Linked DNA regions of Columba livia: region 1 is linked to region 2. Evidence: chromatin contacts called from public Hi-C data. All regions are on one chromosome and are shown on one strand. Each heading gives the region's core, a stretch centred on a gene start, on an enhancer-like site or on the middle of the called end of the contact. The rest is flanking DNA. Distances are from core to core; before and after follow the strand shown.

Region 1 (4,443 bases), core at 1,758-4,257, 49 kb after region 2:
CCAGTCATTACACTATTTTTTCAACACAAGACTTCTTGTTCCCAACTTCCAGCAGTAGGAACAATGTAAATTCTCTGTTTTACACATACCAGTAACGAGGTATCTTGTGATCTCTATCAATGCTGGACAGCTTACCACACACATCTTGTGCTTTCCCTGGTAACACCTCTGCACCAGGTAAAACTTCCAGGCAGGGAAGTTTTCTGTCTCCAGAAAACCCTCTGTTCCCTATGCAGACTAAAACTCAACTGATTAACTCTGTGCAGGTCTTAGTTAATTGCTCTTCTTTTTTTCCCCAAAAATGCTTTAACTAGGACAAAAGCAGTGAGAATGAGGGTGTTTTGTATTTGTACATTCTTATTTTCCTATCGTTGCTTTGCTTCACTCTGTGAATGCATTTTTGGTGTTTGGTAAACACTGAAATCCATTAATTGCAAAATGTAACCCCGAAACTGAACCATTTTTGTGTTGATAAGGAAAAATTACATAACTTAGTATTTATGCAAATTATTAGTTCTAACATATCATGAGACAATGTAACATCCTATGCTAGAAAATAAATGATATCTAATTATTGCTATTCATTTATTTGTATCGTTAACTTCTACCCACAATCAATCTAAATTCCAGAAAAACTGCTGGATTAATCATGCAGTATACTGAATAACAAAAGTTACTGTTATTGCCAACTTCTAACTCAACTTCATGTTGGTTTAGTTCAATAAGCTTGCAGGCAAGCCACAGAATTTTTGGCTCCCCTTTTTTGCTTCCCACCTTAGCAGTTTTTTGTTTCCTACGCTCATTCTTGTCTAGCTTTTGAGTTGCATGTGCTTCAGGGCAAAGTTCATCATTTCTACGTGCTTACTGAATTCTAGTGTCTAGAAGCAAAGTAGCACATTAACATTCTTTAAAGCTCTCCAGCAGGATAACTTAAGTATTTGTCAAACACTGTAAAAAAGTCACTTCTGTTCCACTTGGGTTAGCTGCAAAGTAGCCTGATGGTCTCTCTCCCTGTACAGCCTTATCGTCTACACAGAAGACATTCAAATATAAATCTCGAGCTATAGGAAGCAGTAACACAAACACGTTTGGGTTTTGGTTTACTATTGACACCTACCTCCTTGTGAGAGCTCAAGGCCTCCTGTGTCCCACCATGTAGAGACGGTTCAGGATGAACGTGTCCAGCAGAAGCACTGCAACATCCACGGCTCGAGTCCCTGTCACCTCCAGAAGCTTTTGTTGGCTTCCCCAAAACGTCAAGATTGTGACCGAATCCCTCTGATTTGTCTAAGGACTCCCTGAAGCCTTCAAAATCACCCCAGGAACCACCGGGTTCTGAGGTACCGTAACTGCTCTCAGAAAAGCCCTCACTACTTCTCCCTTTGCTGTTTACTACAGGGAGGCTTAGCTGCTTTACTTCAAGATTAGTAATTTCTTCATTACTTGTCCTTTCATTCAAGTTACAGTCACTTCCATCAAGAGGCGTACTGCCTACTTCAACTGTTAGGTCTTCTAGAGACATCCAGTGAGATGTTTCTGTATTAGCAAGATTTTCTACTGGTGACAGGTTCTGCATCTTTAAGAAGAATTTATTTGTTGAAATCCGTACTGCAAAAAAAAAGGCTAAAGAAGTTCAGTTGCATTAGAAATCTGAATATTTCCAAAACAGAATCAAATTAATCATTTCACCTCAAATAATAACACTGCTAAATAAAAACAGGATGACCTTCAGTGTCTCCTCCAGTAATCAGCATGTGCATGTTATTCAGTCTCACTCTCTATGTAGGATATTAGTCTGCAAAGAAAGAATTGTAAATAAATACTTCTGTGATAAGGGCTGTGTAGGAATAAAGAAAGATAGCTGATAAGGCAGGAGAAAGAATGTTCAGGCTAAAATAAACACATTCCAGTATTATACAACTGAAAATCGCTGCAGGGAAAATTATTTAAAATTTACACATAACTATCTGCCCACATCACAAGAATGCCATTAAATCAGTGAACAATACTCAAAAAATATTTAACAAAAGTTCTTGGGTATTAATTGAGTACTGAATGCACAGGAGACAAGCCTAAATAATTATAAACAATATCCAACACATTATATATTTTCTATAACTATGTATTTCATCCTTCTCGCGTATGCTCAAACACTGCTTTTGTTGTTTGTGTGGGCTTTCCCTGTCCGAAAGATTCCTGAAGTGGTGTGATTTGCAGCAACACCAGAGCTGGCCGTTTAATCCTGTGACAAATACAGTGCTTCCAACTGTTTAAGCAATTAAGGCAGATTTAGTAAATTCAGTCTAGCGTCTGTAAATTATACGGGCAATATTGCATTTATCGCTTTAGATTAACCACATCTCGTCAAGATGCACGCTGTTTTGGGGAGCGGGTTAGGAGCTACAGTAGGAGCGACACTTCTGAAAAGACTGGCCGCTACTAGACACGTTCTGTGCTCAACAAACTGAGCCAATCTCGGGCTGTGTTCCCCAGGGTCACCTCGCAGGTGGCACAGGGCCGGCCGGTGGGCTCTGGATTGCGCCCCCGCCGCGGGGCTCCGGAGGGCCAGCGGGACACGGCGGGGCTGCTGCCGCCGAACCCTCCCCCGGGACACCCTCCCCCAGGCGGGCAGTACAGGGGAAACCCCGGCGGGTGCGAGCCCGTCCCCGACCCGCAGCCGCCGGCGCTTCAGCCGGGGAAGCGGCTCCTCCACCCGCCCTTCCCACCGCCGAGCCCCGCGGTGACCGGGCACCGGCACCTGCCCGCCCCCGGGGAGGAGGAGGCGGGGGGGACACGGCGAACCGCCCAGCTCCACAGCCCCGAGGAGCGGGGAACCGCCGCCGTGCCCCATCTCCCCCTGCTGCGGGGGGACCGAGCGGCGCCGGCCGCTGTGGCAGCTCAGACCCGTACGGAGCAGCCTTACCGCCCGTCCTGCGCCCCGGCCAGCGCCCCGGGCCCGGCCGCGCCGGCAGGTCGGCAGGGGCGGGGCCGCGGGGCGTTACCGGCCGGGGCGGGGCCGCGGGGGCGCCCGCTGTGCGGGACGGGTTGGCGGGGAGGGGGGCAGAGCGGAGCCCCGGAGCCGCTCAGCCGGGGCGCTGCTCCCGCGGCGGGAGGGGGAGGATCTGCACCGCCCGGGCCTGCCCGATCCCCCGGCGCTGCCCAGGGGAGCAGCCAGGGGCGGGGGAGCCTCAGCCCTTAGAAGCACAGAATCATGGAATCATGGCAGTTGGAAGAGTCCAACTATAACGTAACTCTAAACCATGTCCCAAAGAACCTCGTCTCTACGTCATTTAAACACCTCCAGGGATGGTGGCTCCACCACTTCCCTGGGCAGCCTGTTCCAATCCCTGACAACCCTTTCCATGAAAATTTTTTCCTAATATCCAGTCTAAACCTTCTCCAGCACAACCTGAGGCCATTTTCACTTGTCCTGTCACTTGCTACTTGGGAAAAGAGACCAACCCCCGCCATGCTACAACCTCCTTTCAGGTAGTTATAGACAGTGATAAGGTCTCCCCTCAGCCTCCTTTTCTCCATGCTAAACAGCCCCAGTTCCCCCAGCCGCTCCCCATCAGACTTGTTTTCCAGACCATTCACCAGCTTCATCACCCTCCTCTACACTCTCTCCAGCACCTCAATGTCTTTCCTGTAGTGAGGGGTGCAAAGCTGAACACAGGATTCAAGGTGTGGCCTCACCAGCGTCGAGTACAGTGGGATGATCCCCAAGCCAGGCGGTGTCCCGGAGGATCCCCGTTCTCTCCTGTTTCTCTGACAAATACTTCCCCAGTTCTCCAACCTTGCCCCTGCACCTCTGTCATTACAATTGGCTTCACCTTCATCTCCCTTGGGCTGAAACCACTCCACTGTTTTACATCCAAAAGCCAACTCCTGCTCTCCAGAAAGAGATTGATTTTAAAATAATTATGTGAAAAAGAAAAGTATTCCCATTTTTCCAGCTTCTTTCTGTGAGCCGGCAGGCTAAGGACTCAGAGTTTGATGGTGGTGGTTTGTGTTTGGTTTGAGTATAACTAAAATCCTCACATCATGACAAGTTTCCAGGACATGGACTTAAAAAGAGTAACAATCAATCCACCCAGTAGTATAATCTCATGATAAAATGGTAGGGATGGGCCAGCAACAGTCTCTCAGGATCTCCTCTTCCTCTCCCCTTCTTTTTGCCCCACGAGGAAGCTGAGGCTGGGACTGGATCCTCCCATTGTAGGAGGTAAAGGCAGAAGCTGTGGGTCCGTCTGTCCTCTGTGACAGGTCACCCTGCAGCCTGAGGTGACCATGTCTTCTTGCCCACCTCCTGAGGAGCAGCGCTGTCTGGAGGTGGCGTGGCTGAGTCCAGCTGCTCCCACAGCTGGGTGACAGAGGGAAGGACACAAATTCCTCAGTCTTCCCCTCCTCAGGTCTGGGTTTCACACCTGGGCAGTCCCAAGC
Region 2 (4,630 bases), core at 891-3,390:
ACATTATCTGTGGTTTCATGGCTGGAATCCCTCAAGCATGTTTTGTAGCCCCTTTGGCTTTTTTAGTTTTGCATATCGCCCACCACAGAGAATATTCCTCTGAACTGGCTGGCAACTGTAAATCTTGCCAAAACCACTTCTTTTATTTTTATTTGGTCACATTCTGGTGGTTGAGGAGCTGTGCTGTTTTGACTGAGATGGAGTTCATTTTCTTCATACAGTTAGAAACTTTTCACTTTTCACAGCTAGCAGTGTCTTTTGTTTCGAGTTATCTTTAAGAATAATGAAATAACATTGCTCTTCCCTAGGACAGAGTTAACGTTTTTTCTTTCAGTATCTAGCTGTGTTTTTGAGCTGGTATGAAGAGAATGTAAGAACTCACTGCTATCTTGGCTGTTGTCAGAGAAACGAAGGACTTTCCAGCTATCCAGCTGCAGGTGCAAGATAGCCTCTGGGAGGGAACAGAACAAGACAGCACCTTAGACTGACATCCAGACTGATCAATGAAATATTTCCTACCATTAGCATCATGCTCTGTACATAATTTGAGATGGCTTTTCAGCCAGTTAGTTCCATTTGGTTTTTTCTGCTCATTAGTTAAGGCCAGAAGTTTCAGTCCATTAGGGTCACGGCTTTTTGCTGTTCTGCCATTTCGCCATTTCGCAGTTGGCCTTTGGGCTTCTCTGGCTTGTGTCTCTTTGCTCCCTTGGGGAGATCAGATGTTTGGAAGAGTTTGCAGACTAGTACAAGCCTAACAGCTTTCCTGTGTCCTGCTTCCACTGTATCTGCAGTTGAAACATATTAATACCTCTTCTTACCAATTTATTGTTGGCTCCATAAAGTCACCAGCTGATCTGGATAAACACACTGGTGCTGGTTTTAGTACACAAGGTTTCTTGGTCTGAACAGGTTCTTTTTAGCTCATTCTTTGCTTGTTTCTTAGCTCATGTCATCCCTAATCCCCCTGGCCTCCCAACAGATAGATCAGATACCTACAGCCGTAAAACGCAAGGCCTGAGGCTGGTGGCCTGAGGCAGACGGACTTGTGCCTAGGAACAGATGTGCATTGCCACTGTTGTCCTGACAGCCACATGCCCCCTGTCACCTGTCTGCTACTGCTCTGCGGATTTTTGCCAGCACAAATGCCCAGCTGAGCCAACACAGCCAGCCAACTGTTACCATATTCAGACATGTATTAGCTGGTGCAGAGATCAGTTGGTGTGATGAGTGCTCTGACTATGCTGTTCTCATTTTGTAAGCCGCTAACATTTGACGCCAGCATCATTATCATCTAACATCAAGCTACAGTTAGCCCACAAATACTCATTTACTATGAATGCTTTGGTTTGTTTTACCAGCACCAGGTGCCCCTTGTTCTTTGTCCAGCCCCCTCCAACAACCAAACAGCCTTTCTGGGCTCAGAGAAGCAAAGGAGAAGCTTACCTTTACTGAAGGCTGAGCAGAATTTTCAGCCACCTTTGGTGGTCCACACATTAACACGCTATAAGGATACAAAAACACTTACTCCTAAATTCAGTGCACTGTGACTGCAGACTGCCCGCAACGCAACTGTATCCTGTACCTGGCTTACAGGGGCCCAGCCAAGCTTCTGCAACCGGCTTACTTCTTAGGGAACAGCCACATTTAATGACCCTCCTTAGCCTTTCTTCCATCTGCTCCTGGATTTTTCAGGCTAGCTCTGCTGCAGGAATGTGTTTGTCTGCAGAAGCACTGAAGACTGTTTAATAACGTTGCTTATCTCAGAGGTAATCAGAATTTGCCAGGTTGGGCTTAAAGGAAACAGGTACATTATGAGTGGGCCTCCTGCCCTACACTGGAGCCAAATTAAAAAGACAAACATATCTTAAATGCTTTAATCAAACAGTAATTATGAGGGAAACAATACAGACTCAGAGCAAGTCCACATTGCCTTTACCAGGCAGAGGCAAGCAAGCTCTGCTCCCATCTGAATCATCAGGAACACAGCCAAAACTCTTCCAAACCTCAGGCAGTCCTGCTGGTACAGCACAGAGCTTGAGCTAACACACCTTGTCTCTCACTAAGCCTGGCTTGGCCAGAGCACAGCTCTGCCCTGACGACTGCTTACAGCTGCCAGCTCAGGGCTGAGTCATGTCTGGTTGGCTCCAAGCACCAGCAGCGCCAGCACACGTTCTCCTGCCTCTGCACGGGTGCACGCTGAGCTATTCGCCCAGCTACATAAACCCCAGGGCCCTCAAACAGAACACACTGCAGGAGCACAGAGTGGAAAATGCCTCATTGTCCACTCAGTATTGTTATTGAGACAGGACTCCCATCCTATCTTGCTGAAACTGTTTGTTTCAAAGCTTAAGCAACCTCCTGACTAATTTTCCTAGCCTCTTTATCTGAGGCCTTGTAAGCCACCGGTTGTGAAACACTGCGCTAAGCCTCATACAAACATCAAGTGAGAGACGGTGCCTGTCAGAGCCCAAGAAACACTCCCTCCAAGAGACTGTGCCACAGGCTGGAAATAATACCAGTGCAGGGATCCAGTGGAAAGTGAGGAACTTCACTCTGCATGTATTTCTGTGTCTTATTCATCTACATAAGGGTTATCTGCCTTAGCCCTTTAAAACTATTAAAACCCAGTATTATTACTATCATTGGTAATGTGGAAATGTCATAGACTGAGATTCTTTGTGCAGCTTGAAACTGTAGAAATAAAGTGGAAATTCCATCTTTTTTTCTTTTTTTATTAAAAAATAATTTAAAAGTGCAGTTTCAGCCCTGCTCCCAGCCATTGAGTTCCTATTAATTTCTGCGGTTTTACAAGCGCCATCCAACTCTAAACCAGCTTTCCCGTCACCGCTGATGTGTGAAAAGTCTGGCCAGCTCAGCAGGGGCTGAGCAGCTCTAAGAAAGGAGCAGCAAAGGCATCAGGCACAGCCCAGCACAGCCTTACTCCAGAAGGGAAGGAAGGGGGCTGGGAGGGACAGGGGGAGGGAAGGAACAGTGGCTGATTTCCAAGGAGCATGGCAGGCAGGTCACACCACCCAGTACCAGCCACCGCTGGAGGAAGAAGCCGTGACTCCCGGGAGAGCCGGCTCTGTGCCGGAGCAGGCTGGCTGCGGGATGGGAAGAGCCGGAGCTGCCAGCGCGGCTCTGCAGCCGCTGCCGGAGCCCCTGTGCTCAGCAGCTCTCACAGATGCAAGCCAGGCCTGTCCATCACCCACACTGAGAACAAACCAACCCCTGCCCAGCTCAGGGAAGGGGCTCAGGGTGGCAGCTCCACTTGGCTCCAGCCCAAAGAAGCCCTGTGACGTGCCAAGGATGGATCCGCACCTCGACCTGCTCGGAGAGTTGAGGTGATGCCGGCTCTTCTTAACCAGCCCTGTACCTCCTATTTTCACGCAAAAAGTGCATCGCATTCACCCCTCTCTGGTGATCACGCTTTCATAAAAGCTGCCAGTGCTTTTAAATCCCCTCAGGGCTGCCGCTCGTTCTGGATTCTGCCGGGTGCCACTGGTGACCTATCTTCCCAGGAGAAATCTGCTGAGCTGGTTGCATCATTTTCTTCCCGGTCACCCACAGTCATTTCATCAGCAAGCAGGTTGCTCCGCAGTGTCTCACAAGGTGCAATGCCTCTCAGTTGTCTAGAAGCTTTAGGACATATTCTGAATCACCTTTCGATTTAAGTGTCCTGTCATTTCTAACCAGCAATTCTCCCCCCCTTTTTTTATTTTTATGAAGATACTTTCTTCATTTCAGCTTCCCCTATCAGATTGCTTTGCAGACATTTCTTTCCAGTTCTGCTCCAAGCTTTGCCCCTAGAACTTCAACTTCTGCTTTTGCTTGCAGATTATCTTAGCTGTATAAGTTTCATGGGCCGAGATAGCTTTCTCAATATATAAATATCTGTTTAGGAAATTACCAGGTTTTCACTTGTTTTTAACTCTGGTGTGAAAGTTTCATTTACTGAAACCAGTAAGACAATGAAAAACTGCAGCATGTGGCTAAAATTTGATCATTTTTTATCACATTGTGTTTACAATTCAATTATATTCTTTATAATGTTCTTTCAGTCCTATCAGGGATTGCTTTCTAGAAAATTCTTTGGGCTATATTGTTTTGCATAGGTCTGTCCAGATTTCTTCATTTTGACTTCTCAAGTTTTGTTTCTCACATGTGTGATGTGAGAGTTGTTTCCTCCTGAGAATAATGAAATCTTGTCATACTTTGACGAGACATAGTTTCTCAGCTTTTCAAAGAGGACAGAGTGCTGAGAACCTTTCACCATTTGCCTTTCAGTGGCTTAATCAGAAACACAGGTGATGTAGTTTTTAAGCCAGACATACTTTCATTTCACCGGAGAATTTATTGGAAAACAACAAAACCAAAAATGTCAGGACCCTCTCATTGTACCTAAAAAAAAAAACGAAAACAGAAGTAAAAAGGAGAGGGGACTTATGAATGCTTACCAAGCATCTATACATCTCAGTGTATAGATGATGCCATCAGTAGAAAAAGCAATGCCAATGAACTCTTCCAGCAGCGATCCTGCAGGGAACAGCACCCACGCTGCCTCAAAAGGGAGAGACTCAAAGGTTCCTGCAGGATTTATTGTGGGATTACCTATTTGAATTCTTTGCAG

What was found. Hi-C and Micro-C count contacts between places; a contact is called where the count stands out from the background.
Region 1: a Hi-C map of crop shows a contact between it and region 2, with 5 times the contacts expected there. The contact joins the promoter of CLBA1 here to the enhancer-like site in region 2. A contact is called at or near these places in 2 of 2 Hi-C or Micro-C datasets (crop and liver).

The regions. Positions count from the first base shown.
Region 1 is chr5:9,381,741-9,386,183 of bColLiv1.pat.W.v2, forward strand. CLBA1 (clathrin binding box of aftiphilin containing 1) reads right to left here and starts at 3,008. Exons shown (of 7, transcript XM_065063299.1): 1 at 2,924-3,008; 2 at 1,727-1,795; 3 at 1,118-1,608. The coding sequence starts at 1,760.
Region 2 is chr5:9,333,676-9,338,305 of bColLiv1.pat.W.v2, forward strand. No RefSeq gene overlaps it. Among named protein-coding and RNA genes, the nearest start is that of CDCA4, 3.6 kb to the right of the region's middle. Within about 2 kb of position 2,141, at least 2 of the 3 cell types and tissues checked have an H3K27ac peak away from gene starts, as active enhancers do.